3 separate regions of the Mus musculus genome follow, and all the other regions are linked to region 3. Evidence: chromatin contacts called from public HiChIP or PLAC-seq and promoter capture Hi-C data. All regions are on one chromosome and are shown on one strand. The core of a region is the stretch at or near the end of the contact, and the rest is flanking DNA. Distances in the headings are between cores, read along the strand shown. Region 1 overlaps Zc3h3 (zinc finger CCCH type containing 3). Region 2 holds the start of Mroh6 (maestro heat-like repeat family member 6). Region 3 holds the start of Top1mt (DNA topoisomerase 1, mitochondrial).

Region 1 (3,251 bases), core at 405-2,904, 140 kb after region 3:
AAATCACTCTACTTTTCCTGTGCTTGATAGTTTCCAGCAAATCAAAAGGGAAAAGACATGCCACGAGCAGCCGGGCCCTCGGGTCTGCTGGTGGGCACAGGCAGCATAACGGGGCACCTCGGCTCTGTTCTCTAAGGACGAGGCCAGTATGGCCAGAAGGCCCCTTTGGAACAGCAGCAAAGCATCATGAAGGTGGAAGTTCCTTAGCTCTAGAAAGACACTGCCAGAATTCCAAAATGGTACAAAAACATGCCTCAAGTTCTTGCCAGCAGAGGACTGTAGTCATACGGGCAGCGGCAGAAACAGGTCTTATAGTTCCCAGCTTCACAAGGACAGTGACACATATGTACACACACATACCTATGTTCACCTAACACAGAAAAAAGCAGGAAGAGCCAGCCCTATGAGAGGAAGAGGCTCCTGGCTGTCAAGTCCCAGACCCAGCTCAGGTTCCTGACTGAAGCCATTCTGTCTCCTCCAGTATACATGGCCAAGTGACTGTCCACATCTCCTAGCCCACAGCTGGCTTGTCATCAGCCTTCATTGCAGCACCATGGAAACAAGGAATCCATCTTTGACAAACATTTACAGATTATCAAATCACAACAGCAGCCCCAGACAGAGCCATAAGTCACCCTAAGCAGCCATTCGCACTGCAGTCTGAGGAGTTTGGGCAGCTCGGTGATGATAAATAACTGCTGTCATCCACCCTGTCCCCCTGTGCAAGATCCGTGTTCTCTGTTGTTCCACACTACCTGGTGTTTAATGACAACACTGTCAGCCCAACACTCAGCCACCAAAGCTGCTGCCGCCTCAGACTGTCAGAGCCCTATTAGAGGGAAGATTGAGACCCTACTCTTCCTAAAGTCACTCAAGCAACACAAGCTGCTAGTTCCTGTAATTATTGTGCGCTAGCCATCGATCGTGCACGACACCTGACCCGCCTGTATGAAATGGGAGTAGTTTGCTGTGTGACAGTCGCTATAGATTATGGGGGTAGATCTCCCCTCCCCTTCTAACCATCACTCTACCCGACCTTAAAGGCTGGTGAAAGAAGGAGGAAAGATAGTGCCACCCACCATCAGAGAGCTGCCACCCACAGAGTGGAGGTGGGCCTGCCCAGACTTCAGGGGGCCGCTCAAGTAGCCAGCCCCTAACTGGCTTGCAGCTGCACCCAGTCAACTTCAGATCCCAGACGACTAGAAGATAGCCTGTTCCACTTCAATATTCTACAGGGACTTAGGCATATTGTCAGCATATGGGAAAGAACCTTCCTTGGTACTGAGTCCTGGCTGGATCATAGATCATGATGCTTCACCTTGTTGATCTGCTGTGACACTAGCTCCAAGTAGGCAGAGGCACAGTGCTCCCTCTATGCCATAGGACCACCTATAACCCCCAAACCATAATGTAGCACACACCAAAGATGGAAACCTGCTGCTAAACCGAATGCTCCAGTCCCTAAAGATAGGGATAGTCCCAACTCACCCAACTAAGTTCATCCTTGCTCCACCATCCCTGTGACCTAGGGACCCTGGGACCCTTCTCCTCTTCCTTGGGATGCTTATGTCCCCAAGCCCTCTAGAGACCATGCCCTCACACGGAAGCTAGTCAAACTCACAGACATGCATGGGCATCAGCACAGTACCAGAGGGCAGGGCCTGCCTGTGTCAATGCCACACCTCCAAGCTCTGAGTAAGGCATAGGCAGAATGCTCAGGCCCTCCTCACTCAATTTCAGGGGACAGGCCATAGCGACCTTTTAATCCAGATTTAGGTTCCCTCAATTTCTTTGGTCACAGCTAGCTAAATCCCCAGGCACCCAGGCACTGCTATGTAAACTCCAGCATGGTATACAAGGCAAAGTAGGAGGACAGGGCAAAGGACAGGCTGCATCTGAGGCCCCCCAGAACCTGAGCTGCTAAAGTCACTAAATGATTTCATTGGAAATCTGAGGAAGCAGCCTCAGCTTACCCTAAAAAGCCACAGATTGAACCATCATGGGACTAATTCCCTCCTACCCATAGTGGTGACTCAGAAGCCAAGAGGACAGATCACAAGGCTGAGTAGCTGCCAGATGGCCTGAGGTCCTAACTCCATCTTGTAAACTTCCCCAGAGAGCACAAGCATCCTGCTCACCAAAGCTTGCCCTTTTCTTGGCATCCCTCCTCTTACTACCTGAGTTAGAGCCAAGAAAAGATGCTCTGAAAGAAGCCTGAAAACCACACTAAAAAAACAGGCACAACTTAGAGGAAGCTGTACTGCTCTTGTTAACACTGGGTTACCAGGCCCTTCTTGGCCACTCTTCATTTTCCTCCTGGGCCAACCTGGCCTTCTACTACGGAGCAATGAGCCAGCTGCAGAGGGAAACCCTAGGAGCTAGATACTAAGTATGCTAAGCCTTTGGGACTATGTCACTGAGTCTGCACTGTGAACTACACTCTCGGGAAAGATCTAGTTCATGTCACAGCTTTCATATTCACCTGTGCTTCTGCACATTCACCCTTGTGTGTGTGTGTGTGTGTGTGTGTGTGTGTACACTGCCCACAGAGCTGTCAGTACAGATTGGGGCCTTGAGAAATCAGCAAGGGTCTCCCCAACCCCCAGCCCAGTTTAGATCCCAGCAGACAGCAGGGTTCCCTCCCTGGCCTCAAATGAAGCCCACTGGTAGGATAGGCACCATCGCCCTCAAAATGTGAAAAATACATCCTTCTTCCCTGGAGTCTCCCAGACAGTAACAATGACACAATCTGCTTCAACATCTCCTGGGAACATCCCCTCAGGAGCAAAGAACCTGCTAGGGCCTGAGGACGGGAAGCAGCAAATGCTATATGAACCCAGGCAAAGGGTGTCCTAGAGAGGAAGGGTCCTCAACACAACGCAGCATCTCTGTGAACCTGGAATCCTTCTGACCACAGGACGCTCCAATGAGGTGGAACAGGGAGGGAAGGAAGGAGCAGAAGGGACTGTGCTGTGGTCTGGGAAGGGCTGAGGGGGTACAAAGCCCACAGGTGCTAGTCAACTAGAATTAGGCAGACAGCTGCAGCAGCAGACTGGTGAGTGGATCTCAAACGGTACTGGCCCACTCCCACATGCAGCCCTCTAATTTACCTACAGTGCCAAGGACTGAGGATTCCAGAGTGATGCCTCCTCTGGGTTAACCACAGAGGAACCTCCTCCGGCACCACAGGGAAGCTTCACACAGTAGCAGCTAATCCTGAATCATCGGAAAACAGTACTAACAACCCAAGC
Region 2 (3,090 bases), core at 182-2,681, 210 kb after region 3:
AGACCTAACATTATTTTTTTTAATTTTTAAAATTATTGTAAAGAATTAACCAAAAATAAATATTGGGGTAAATGACCCGAAGAGCCAGAGGCTTCTAGGTGATCAAGCCACCGTGCTTACTTATGCCGCCCACATCTTCAGGTAAAAAGCAGGGGATGGAGGGAAAGGAGAAGAGAGAGAGAGAGAGGAGAGTGTCAGAGTTAAACTAAACCCAGGTATGGTGGTGTAACACCAGCAAAAGTCTAGGGGAAGGGATTTCCGGGGCCCTATTCCCTTACTGCCCGGTGCTGCAGGAACCAGATCCTATGACCAAGCTATCAAGCGGGAAGGGGGAAGGAAGCCGCGTGGGGCAGCGCAGCGCGGCTGGGCGGGGAGGGTTACCGGTCCGGGGGTAGCGAACTGGGTAGCAGCGCACACACCACGTCCTGCGCATGCTCCAGAGCCAGTGCGCTCAGCACCCGTAGGGCTGCCCTCCGGGGTCTCCCCTCTGCCAGGCTAGGGACCTGTGCCAGCAGCCCACGCACCAGACCGTGGACCTGGGTAAAAGGAACAAACGTCAGTAGTTAGAGCCCCAGGACCTCAAAAGGAAACTCTTGCCAGCACCGCACCTCCCTACACTCAGAGCAGCCTTTAGGGGGAGTGTGGTCGAGGTTGAAGGGAGGCTTGCAGGATTCTCTGGATGGGGATGCTAACCTGGTCCTCCAGCCGCTGCCCCCGGGCTTCCAGGGCTGAGGACAGAGTGAGCGCTGTTGCCTGGGTCCCGGCATAGCCAGCCTCCTCCAGACAGGCAGCTGTATACAACGCAAGGTCTGCAAGGGTTCCTTCCTCCCAGGAATACTGGGAAGCCTATGATGGAAGAATGAAACGTGGAGTTTCTGAAGTCCCCAAGCCGATCTCAACTATCCTCCCTAGTCCTCCAGTCTTCCCATCCCTCAGATGGCGACAAACCTTCCTCCCGTATGATCTTTTCCATCCGTTTACCCTCAGGACTCCTCAATGCCCCCCCCCCCCCCGTACTTCTTGTCTTTCTAGTGCCCAAGTGAACAGCCAAACTTTGCATCATCCAGCATCTGCCCTCTTACTCACCTGGTACGGTCTCTCGGGGGCTGGCTCCTGGGCATTGTGTGGGGAATAGATCTCACTACCAGCTGTGGGGGCAACCACTTCATTCCCAGGCTGGGCCTCAAAGGCAGGGGTGAGTGTTTGAATATAGGGCTCAGGCTCGGGCCCAAGCTCCTGGGGATCAGACTGAGGGCCTGTAGAAGAGGGTCCCACAGGCTGCCCCTGGCTAGCCCGGATTCCTTCCGCTAGAGCTGTCAGAGTTAGGGAGCCCACAGGGCCGTCCCGGCCGTCCCGGCCCCGACCCCACACACCCCCAGCCATAGTGTTCCTACCAGCGGCACCTGCCACCACTCTTCCAGTGAAGTTGTGTCCAGACCTGACCTAGAATCAGGCCCCGGGCGGGCCCACAGGCGGGCCTACAGACAGGCGTGGTGGCGTGGGCATAGACGTAGGTACATGCGAGTCTGAGCATGTGCCAGTGATTGGCTGTTCAATCACAGAGATATCCTAGCATGGACTTGTGAAGGGTGTCTGCCCAGGCTGCTGGAGCCAAGTGGGACATGGCCACTGCATAGTCTGGCCCTGCCCACCAGTGTCCATGGAGATCATGGACTATCGTGGAGGAGAGAAAGGTCTTTAACCCAACTGCCCATCCCCCTCTTGCCTGGGGGAGGGGTCCAGGGCAGTTTTAGATCCTTCTGAGGAAGCCCCAGTAGGGTCAGGGGCTGGGCTAGACCACATAGCCAAATATCCTAGGAACGGGCGTGGTCAGGTACTGTCATTCTCCCTGAACTTGAAACACTTGGGGTGTGGAGCAAATGAGGTGAGGCTGGTGATGCCTCCTAAATACATTTGCAAGTGCCCACTATTGTTGATGCGGGCTCCTCTGCATCCTTGCCAGTCCCGAGGTGGTATGTCTCATGCCCTGTCTGTCCAGCCCCTCCTTCTCTGAGACTGTCTTCCCTGTGTCTGCGTAGGCAGTGTGTATGTATACTGTTCGCCCGGTTGTCTTCCTTTCCAGGTTCATGCTCCCCAGGGCTGGCCCAACCTCTACCCTAAATCCCCGCTCTCCACCCAACCACACTATAGGCACTGCCCAGCGCTAAGCCAGGGAAGCTAGATGAACTAGTCTGACAGACTGCTCCAGGCGGAAGTGCATGGGGAAGTATTCCAAGCAGTGGGCATTCACGCTCTTCAGCTCCTATACCTCGGGCTACCCAAGCCCCAACTCTGCCTCCCACCAAGCCATGAACCAAACCATGTGGTGGTTTGAATAAGAATGGCTCCCAAAGGCGCATGCATTTGAATGCTTAGTCACCAGGGAGCGGTGTTATTCTAAGATTAGGATCCGGAGGTGTGGCCTTCTTGAAGGAAGTGTGTCACAGGGGTGGGCTTTGAGGTTTCAAAAGCACATGCCAAGGCTAGGGTCTCTTTCAGAATGTAGAACTCTCCCCTCTGTCACCATTACCGTGCCTGCATGTATGTCCCCACCATGATGATCATTGATCATGGACTAACCTCTGAAACCATAGGAAAGCCTCCAATTAAATGCTTTCTTTGCCAAGAGTTGGTCGCCATGGTCATGGCGTCTCTTCACAACAATGGTAGGGTGCCTAAGACACTCCAACTGTCTCTGGAGCAATTCTTCCTGAGTCTTACCTAGCTTGCTGTACCCAGACAGCTCCAGCCCTCGCTGAGGCAGCTCCTTGGATCCTCAGCTTTTTAAATCTCCTCCTCCTTCCTCGGTTACTGGGTCAGAAACTGAGACCTCCCACCCCCACCCCCAAGGCCTATAACAGATGATAGATCAGGCAGGGATGGCTGGCTTGGGACGCCTGACATAGGCACATTGCCCTTAGCAGATACAAGCGCCTGGGGCTATGATTAGACTCTGACACCCCATCTCAGAACCTCCCTATCTGCTTCTAGTAGTAGGTGAGGGCTTTCATAACAACATCCTCAAAACACAGATAAAGATAAACCCTCCCTCCTTCTTGTGGCGCAGAGGTTCCATTAAGCCCAGCCCAG
Region 3 (3,060 bases), core at 187-2,686:
CGAGACAAATAGTTTTTTAAAGGGCCTTTCTCGCTCTTCCTGCAAAGAAGGGACCAGGTGTGGTGGAGCTACAATGCCTGAAAGTGAGCATAGGTGGGGAGGTCAGGGGACAAGGGACCATGTCCTGAGCCAGTAAACAATTCCAGGTGTGCCCTCAGAAAGTAAGGAGCGGGCCGGGCTTCATAAACAGAGCAGCTCTTGCAAAGTAGCCAGAACTTGGATGCCTGAGGGGTGTGAGGGGTGAGAGGTGTCCCATGAACCATGCAGGAGGGAAAAAGAGAAAAGTGGTGGCCAAAGGTTCCCAGAGATAGGGGTTTAAATCCCATTCCGCTTCTCATGTGGGTCTAGGTGGGGAACAGTTCGGTGGCTGCATGCAGAAGTGCTTCGTGACACGACTCAGGCAGCTTTCCTCCAACATTCAGCCCAATTCGATGTCATAAAATGTGGACAAGCACCTCAGAACCTACACTGAGCGGCAAGCTCATTACCCAAACTGCTAGGCGAAGTCTACGGCCATCCCCATTTCACAGACAAGGACACTGAGATTGGGGCTATAAACAACTACTGTGGCGTGGCGTGGCGTGGGTGACATTCCTTTGTCCCACTGGAGAAGAGTATCAAGGAAGTTACCCCGATGTCCTGCTGTGAAGCCCTGTGTCTTCTCCTAGAGGCCACAACTCAGCCCCATTTGGAGAGTCAGGACAGCCCTGTCTTTCCCCTGGAATTTCTAGAGCCTAAGAGCTTAGCTGCCCCAGTCCGGGGCTGAGCTATCAAAAGCAGGTCAGCAGGTCAGCTGTAATGGCTGGCCCTGGAAGGGCTGTCTTCGCTGTGAACCCACCCACCACTCGGGCGATTAGACCAGGACATCCCCGCTCCCCAAGTGCTGTGAGCAACAATCCCACAACCCAGAGCTGGGCGCTTCCGGGAACCTCAGTACACGAGGGAAAGGTTGAAAAATCAGAATCTCACATATAATCTCAGCCTGGACAGCCATCCCAACCCCTAGGAAGTCCCTCGGGGCAGGCTGGTGACGTAAGGTAGGTATTGAAAGCTAAGGCCACGTGACAAAGAGTGTAAGAATCGTGGAGTGGGCCTGAGACCAATCAGGGAATCTGGGAACCACACTCCAAAGGGACCTCCTCCAAACCAAACGCGGCAGCCTGGAGGCCCAGACCCAATTACATGGGTGACCGATTTTTCCCAATGTGTCCGGTGTGGCCCGGCACAGGAGCAGGATTAGGCAAGTCACTGAGCCCTGTCTCGCCTGAGCTCCGTCCCACCCGCCTTACCCGGCTCTGTTCGCCTTCGCGACCCGGGACACCTGACAGGAAGGGACGCGGCAGGGGACATGCTGGAAACGCCGGCACAGGGCTCTGAGCCACAGCAGCAGCATGCGTGTGCGTGCATGCGTGGGCTCTGCCCGCTTTCCGAGGCCACGCCCTTCTGACAGAGCTCCGCCCCCACACGTCCAGGAGTCCCGCCCTGCCCGCCCACCTTGGGAAGGCGTCCCCAGCCAGGGCCGAGCATTGCCCCTCTCCCAGCGCTTCTACCTGCCATGGCAACCTGAGGAAGTCATGAGTAGACACACTTGGTCAGAGGGCCCTATCTACCCATCTAAGTGGCAAAACACCGAGTACCCACACCTCCAGGAGGACGCAGTTGCAGACACCAGCTGCCCTGCTCAAAGCAACTTCCTCTAGGCGACTGACCAACAGCACTGGAAGTCCTGCAAAAACTGCTGTTGCCTAGGCTCGCCGCCAAGAGACCAGGGCCATAAGCCATAGGCTCCCCCCTTCAACACATTCAGATCTGAAGACATGTGTACCAAGATCTCAAGACATTTGTACCAAGCAACAAAAATCTCCTAATCCGCGGACAGCTGCTCCCCGAGCCAGCAGCAGGCAGCCTTGGTATTTCCACTGAAACAGCACACAGGCCTGCAAGAAAGTGGTGAACAGGAAAGGTAAAAAATGAGACGGAGACCAGCAAGAAAGAGCTAGCCTATCCTGTAGGTCCCGCCCACGGTTACCAACTCACTGGATTCCTACTGACATCTAGCGGCCCGAGGCAGGAACAGAGCCGGGGAGAGGCTAGTGGGCCCCCTGCTGGACACGGCCAGTACTACAAAAAGTTTGCTGAGTATGATCAACAGACCAGCAAGACTTTGGGCATTCCAGGTCTGTAGCTGGCTGTCCAGGACCCTTGTACCCTTGAAGACCAGCTGGAGTTGTGACAGTTGGGGAGCATGGCCTCACAGCGTTCATATCCTCATAGCAGGTAAAAGGAGCCCTGTTTGCAACTGAGACCAGGCTTGAGGAAGAATTTCAGGTAGATGATGATGAATGCTGGAGCTGACAGTCAGACCTCCTGAGCCCAAAGTCCGTCATAAGGCTGTTCTGTGACAGCAGTGTCCACTCACACGTCGTAGCCGCCAACAGAGAGCTGGAGGGTGGGGAGGGCTTCATTGTGTAGAAGCCACAATTCAGGATAAGCAGGGGCATTTGACTTCAATACAAACTCAATGCAACCATCTCATTACGAGTAACATACAAGCGTTTTCACGTCGCTTTCCTCAACTTGATGGGCTACAATGGCCTGTGTCTGCCTGTGGGAGTCCACCATCTGCTCTTTACTAGACAAGTTTAATTTCTCTGAATCTCAGCCTCCTCCAGCACCTCCTCCAGAAAGTCTGATAAGAGCGAGGCAGACACATACACACTCAGAGACTTCAACCGCCTCTCTCCCTGGCGCCCCTGAAACCCACAGCTCAAAACTCCACTGCAGCAGCTGGAGAGATGGCACAGCCAATGAGTGCTTGCTGCACCAGCATAAGGGTCTGAGTTTGAGCCCTAGCACCTATGTTGAAAAGCAAGGTGGCACACTCTTGTAACCTCAGCTCTGGGGAGGCAGAGACAGGCAGAGACAGGCTGGCTTGATGGCCAGCCAGCCTAGCCAATTAGTGAGTTCCAGTAGGTTGACTGACACCTGAGGTTGTCCTCTGGTCTTCATTTGCGCGCGCGCGCGCGCACACACACACACACACACACACACACACATTGT

The links. Promoter capture Hi-C pulls out the DNA fragments that hold promoters and counts their contacts. HiChIP or PLAC-seq counts read pairs in DNA pulled down with a chosen protein or histone mark.
Region 1: a contact with region 3 is called in a CTCF HiChIP or PLAC-seq map of the NIH/3T3 cell line, with 9 read pairs. The contact joins the enhancer-like site here to the promoter of Top1mt in region 3. A contact is called at or near these places in 1 of 15 datasets of contacts at CTCF or cohesin (the NIH/3T3 cell line) and 3 of 9 other capture datasets (adipose tissue, liver and pancreatic islet).
Region 2: a contact with region 3 is called in a promoter capture Hi-C map of embryonic stem cells, with 2.2 times the contacts expected there. The contact joins the promoter of Mroh6 here to the promoter of Top1mt in region 3. A contact is called at or near these places in 6 of 39 promoter capture datasets (the HPC-7 cell line, cranial neural crest, embryonic stem cells and 3 more), 1 of 15 datasets of contacts at CTCF or cohesin (embryonic stem cells), 5 of 484 Hi-C or Micro-C datasets (all in embryonic stem cells), 4 of 115 datasets of contacts at active chromatin or transcription factors (embryonic stem cells and pancreatic cancer cells) and 3 of 9 other capture datasets (adipose tissue, embryonic stem cells and liver).

What each region holds. Positions count from the first base shown.
Region 1 is chr15:75,818,862-75,822,112 of GRCm38.p6, forward strand. All of the region lies in intron 3 of Zc3h3 (zinc finger CCCH type containing 3), which reads right to left. Among named protein-coding and RNA genes, the nearest start is that of Zc3h3, 21 kb to the right of the region's middle. Within about 2 kb of position 1,655, at least 65 of the 459 cell types and tissues checked have an H3K27ac peak or open chromatin away from gene starts, as enhancers often do. A contact at or near this core is called in the NIH/3T3 cell line, where this site is marked.
Region 2 is chr15:75,887,341-75,890,430 of GRCm38.p6, forward strand. Mroh6 (maestro heat-like repeat family member 6) reads right to left here and starts at 1,432. Exons shown (of 14, transcript NM_001282443.2): 1 at 1,087-1,432; 2 at 694-846; 3 at 382-536. The coding sequence starts at 1,383.
Region 3 is chr15:75,677,364-75,680,423 of GRCm38.p6, forward strand. Top1mt (DNA topoisomerase 1, mitochondrial) reads right to left here and starts at 1,437. Exons shown (of 14, transcript NM_028404.3): 1 at 1,290-1,437. The coding sequence starts at 1,393.